2 separate regions of the Mus musculus genome follow, and region 2 is linked to region 1. Evidence: chromatin contacts called from public promoter capture Hi-C data. All regions are on one chromosome and are shown on one strand. The core of a region is the stretch at or near the end of the contact, and the rest is flanking DNA. Distances in the headings are between cores, read along the strand shown.

Region 1 (2,568 bases), core at 44-2,543:
CTGGAGTTATAGGCAGCTGTAAGCTGGGAATTGAACTGAGATCCCATGTAAGAGCAGTAAGTATTGAGCCATCTCTCCAGCTCTAGAGAGTTTATTTCTTTGGATGAATGCAGATTTTGTTGTAAGCCATCATGATGTTGTTATCCATCAGTGTGCATTTGAATGGTCTTCCCTTGGTGAGTGACCTGCTGGGGACTGTGTGTGACTATCTGCTGACTCACGGCTTCAGGCAAGGGTTTTGATATAAGCCCAGAACCTGAACTACTGGATCTTGTGATCATTCTATTTAGATTTCTCCCAATTACTTTAGTTTTTATTTATTTTTGATGTATATAATGCCTTTATTAATTTCTTTGATGTACAGAGTGTCCTTTGGTTGTTTCCCACTCCCGAAACTCTCTTACCCGATTCCATTCCTGCTAAACCCCTTTCCCCAACCAACCCCCTCCTGTTTCTGTGTCTGTCTGTTGTTTGGTGTTTGGCGTCCGCTGACATTGATTAGAGTTGGTTACGTGAGTGTGGGATGGGAGTCACTCACTGCACTGCAGGAAAGGCACTACAGCACTGAAGAGAAGACCTACCTCCTCCAGCCTTTCCTCCTCCTTCATTCCCAGTAGGTCCCAAAGAGGGCTGGCACCCTAGGATCCCATGTCCTGTCTGCAGGATTATAGGCGTGCCCAGTCTTGGACAGGTAACCCAACTGCTTAAGTTCTTGAGCACAACTGCAATGCCATATGTACATACTCTGGCCTTAAACTCCCCGTGCCCTCCCTTGTCTGGTCTGTCTGAACGTGGCGGGGTGACTCACATGGAAGTCTTGTTTTAGGCCTAGCGCTCATTCTCTGCACTTGGACTAGTTGTTAGCCTCTGACCAAGGCAGAGAGCAGCTCTAACCTATAGGAATGAACAAAAATATTTAGAGATAATTTGATACCACGTCCACTTAGAAAACAACACTAGATTGTCTCCGTATAGCCTGTAACTCTCCTAGTTGTGGACTTTTGCATAGCTTTATGGTATCAGTTAGGCATAAGCATTCTCCTGTGGAACAGGCTTTAGATAATTAGAAAGTGGTAATGCCATTATTGCCACATAATGCCACATTACAACGGTGTGTACACCTTGACTGGTGCTGGTTGTTTGGCTTGTGTGGTTCACTTCAGGGCTAAGATTCTGTTCAGATTGATGTCTTTCTTCCCAGCAGCTTGTGGACACCTTCAGGTAGCCATGAAAGCCAGCCAGCAGGAGGCCCCTGACTGTCACAGTGCGCTCTCCTTGTCCTGCGTCCAAAGGCTGTGCTGGATTTGTCTTTATTAGCAAAAGTTGTACTATCTAGTTCTGGTGGCAACAGAGTGATTGAGTGATTGCAAGAACCTGACCGACAACTCTCTCTGTTTGGTGTGTGTGTGTGTGTGTGTGTGTGTGTGTGTGAGAGAGAGAGAGAGACAGACAGACAGACAGACAGACACTGACTGACTGACCGACTGACCGACCGACCATGCAAGTCTGTGACGGTGCTCAGGCCAGGTCTCTCCCAATCACTTTTTTTTTTTTAAAGATTTACTTATTTATATATGTAAGTACACTGTAGCTGTCTTCAAACACACCAGAAGAGGGTGTCAGATCTCATATGGATGGTTGTGAGCCACCATGTGGTTGCTGGGATTTGAACTCAGGACCTTTGGAAGAGCAATCAGGTGCTCTTACCTGCTAAGCCATCTCACCAGCCCTCTCCCACTCACTTTTATGGATTCCAGGGATGCCTTTATTCAGTGAGCTAGCTGTCTCAACAACTGTGTTTAATGATTTAAGGAGTAGCCATGTTAGCCGGTGGGGCACACTGTCTTCCCTTTCTGTCAATGGTACCCAAGATTCTGATTCTCCCACTGCTCTCACCTACTTGCTAACTTCTGGTATTGGTTAGAGACGGTGCCAGAAATAATTCATGGCTTCCTGAAAGGTAAATACTTCAATCCCTGCACTATAAGCTGCCATAATGGGTGTGAAATTTAATTTCCTAAAAAACTAGTGGTACAAAGAATATTTTATTTTGCCGGACATGGTGGCGCATGCTTTTAATCCCAGCACTTGGGAGGCAGAGGCAGGCAGATTTCTGAGTTTGAGGCCAGCCTGGTCTACAGAATGAGTTCCAGGACAGCCAGGGCTACACAGAGAAAACCTGTCTCAAAAAACCAAAAGAAAGAATTTTTTTTTTTTTGAGGTAGAGTCTCATGGAATGCAGACTGCTCTTAAACTCATTATGAAGCAGGGATGCACCTCAATTCCTGATTCTCTTACTCCATCTCCTGAATGCTGAGTTTGCAGGGATATGCCACTATATGCAGCTTGAACATCTTTTTATTTTTAGATTAATTTCATGATTTATTTATGTGTATGGGTGTCTGCAGAAGCCAGTAAAGGATGCTGTTTCCCAGAACTGGAATTGTGAGCCATCCGGTGTGAGTGCTGGGATCTGTTCCCACCCTGGCTCTTTGGAAGAGCATGAGGTGTTCTTAATTCACCTTTGAACATCTTTTTGCAGATCATTGATTATCTGGGTTTTGTTGT
Region 2 (2,568 bases), core at 42-2,541, 77 kb after region 1:
CGGGGCTGGCACCAACACCACCTTCCATGACACCTGCCTCTAATACACAGTCTCCACAGAGCAGTTTCCCAGCAGCACAACAGACAGTCTTCACCATCCACCCTTCTCATGTTCAGCCGGCATACACCACCCCACCCCACATGGCCCACGTACCTCAGGTAAACCAGCACTAGCCAAGTTTTTGTGAAGGCCACATAGGGAGTGGTGGTCAGATAAGCAGCAAGGAGCCAGTTGCTCCCCAAGCCAGGAAACCCTGTGTGTGGTGCCATCTGCCTGTCTGCCCCTTTCCTGCTTAGCACGTGATCTTCTGGCTCTCAGTGAATGTTGCTATGGTTTTGTGGTGGATCAGTGAAACTGTGACTTAGCATTTCCCAGCTGAGACCTTAAACCTCTGAGTCTGGAATGCACCCCAGTCCTTTCCTTCCTGTGTCTGCTTCGCTGCGTCTCTCTAGCCTCTCCACTGTGTATATATGTGCACACATGCAGACACCTCTACACGGGAGCACACACGCGAGCCTTAGAGCAGGGTGGCAGGCAGGCCTTCAGTGGCTCTCACTCTGAGGGACTGCACTAGGATTGTTGGTTTGCGGGTTAGCAGTGTCCCAGCTGTTGCCTGGTTGCCTCTGTCTGCTGTGATTCCTGAGCTTGGACCTTGGGCTGTGGTGCAGGAGAACTCAGGCTCTAGAGTAGCCCAGACCGTCTGGGGCTTCCCTTCCTTCCTTCCTCCCTTCCTTCCCCCAGTGTAAAGGCTGAGCTTGAAAGCTGTGGTTGCTGAGAGAGCCAGGGCAGCCTGGGCCATGGAGAGGCCCTCTCTGTAGCTGTTAACGTAAGGTGGCTGGATCAGATGTCTGCTACTTTTGATCACAGTTCCCTGAGGTGGGTCTCACTTAGAAGAGTTCCTGAATGATTCTATTTCCTGTCTCAGTGTGCCAGTGAGGCTCTGGCGAGGTGTGAGCTAACGCTGCTGTGTAGTTGGGTCTCTTGCAGAAGGCTAGCTTGTTCCTGTCCTTCCCCCAGAGCTGAGAGTGTAGAATATGCTCCTGTTGGCTGGCGGCAGTGGGGAGGGTAGCCAGTGTGGTCAGTGTGCTTTGGTGGAGTGAGACTTAAGAGAATCAGGGTCCTCTAAGTGTCCAGCAGAGGCTGTGAATTTATGTGTAAGATGAGCTCATCCCAAACCTCACTCATGTATTTGCATAAGAGAGTAAGAGGCTAACAGGGAAAGCAGAGAGCCATGGGCCTGTTTGAAGGTGTGAACCAGTGCTTCGCTGGGGTGATGGTCTAGAGCAATGCACAGGATGGGAGGCAGGAAGCCGCCTCTTCCTGCTCTGCCCACTCCCTGCAGAGCCAAGGTTGAGATTACCGACCAGGTAGCTAACATCACCTTTCTAACTTAAATTTGCTGCCATTTGGTACTGGGTTGACCCAGCTTCAGATCACTCTGTCATCTCAGTGGAGCCAGTGACTCAGCCTTTGCTCCGTCAGTTAAGCTTTTAAAGTGAGGGGCCTAAGTGCTGCTTCACCCTACTTTTGGGGAACCCACTACAACTGGGGAAGGGCGGAAGAGGAGAGACTCAGGAAGCTGCTGAGGGTGCTGGGGAGGCAGTCCCCTTACAGGCCCTTGTCAGTTGCTTTCTGACTGGAAAAGGGCATTGATATATCTTTGGCCATGCACCATAGCAAGCTAAGAAAGTGCCCTTCCCACCCCAATAGCGGCTGCTTTTGGTGAAGACCTTGCCTTGTGTGGTATCTGAGCAGACGAGTTGGGGACTAGGAGGCAACTTCCCCATCTTAGCCCTGCTGGATCTACCTCAAGGTTACCCAAGAAGTCCATCTTGCTCCTTCAAGAGCCCTAGTCCAATGAAAGGAATAGCTGACTTGTTGTTTAAGAAGGAGATGTTGCCTGTATGCGTAAAAGAGCTCTCTGTTTCAGGCTCATGTACAGTCAGGAATGGTTCCTTCTCATCCAACTGCCCATGCGCCAATGATGCTAATGACGACACAGCCACCCGGCGGTCCCCAGGCCGCCCTCGCTCAAAGTGCACTACAGCCCATTCCAGTCTCGACAACAGCGCATTTCCCTTATATGACGCACCCTTCAGGTGAGGCGTGTGTGTGCAGGGGCCGCCGGGGCACCCCGAGCGTTCTGCTCGCAGAGGTAGAATGGCAGGCAGGACCAGTGCTTCAGGCTGCAAACCTGACTAGCGAGGCCCATCCAAGTGTGCACAGGAGGGATCGTGACGGTCAGGAAACATCAGGCTCTGTGTGTGTTCTGCTGGTTCAGGGTTGGCTTGAGAAGCAGCAGCCTCATTCTGGGTAGCCGATGCATGCCGAGGACTCAGTTGGCCTTCCTGGTTATGTATGTATGATAGGCTGGACAGGGCAGCGTGGTCCGTCCTGAGTCCTTTATAGGCTGATGTGGGGGGTTTATGCCCATGGCCAAGTTTGATCGTAGCTTGGAGGAGAGCACTGGTGAACACGTGCTGTGTGCGGACTGGTCTGAGTGTAGTGTTAGCCCCAGCCTGTGCCCTGACACAGGACGCCCATGATGTCTCGTACTGATGGCTGCTG

Evidence for each region. Capture Hi-C pulls out chosen DNA fragments and counts their contacts.
Region 2: a promoter capture Hi-C map of liver shows a contact between it and region 1. The contact joins two enhancer-like sites. A contact is called at or near these places in 5 of 39 promoter capture datasets (cranial neural crest, liver, pre-B cells and 2 more), 2 of 484 Hi-C or Micro-C datasets (embryonic stem cells and liver), 2 of 115 datasets of contacts at active chromatin or transcription factors (embryonic stem cells and memory CD8 T cells) and 3 of 9 other capture datasets (adipose tissue, liver and pancreatic islet).

Annotation. Positions count from the first base shown.
Region 1 is chr5:121,734,233-121,736,800 of GRCm38.p6, forward strand. All of the region lies in intron 1 of Atxn2 (ataxin 2), which reads left to right. Among named protein-coding and RNA genes, the nearest start is that of Atxn2, 24 kb to the left of the region's middle. Within about 2 kb of position 1,294, at least 3 of the 459 cell types and tissues checked have an H3K27ac peak or open chromatin away from gene starts, as enhancers often do. A contact at or near this core is called in liver, where this site is marked.
Region 2 is chr5:121,811,455-121,814,022 of GRCm38.p6, forward strand. Atxn2 (ataxin 2) reads left to right here. Exons shown (of 25, transcript NM_009125.2): 23 at 1-158; 24 at 1,931-2,099. Among named protein-coding and RNA genes, the nearest start is that of Mir7031, 6.5 kb to the right of the region's middle. Within about 2 kb of position 1,292, at least 71 of the 459 cell types and tissues checked have an H3K27ac peak or open chromatin away from gene starts, as enhancers often do. A contact at or near this core is called in liver, where this site is marked.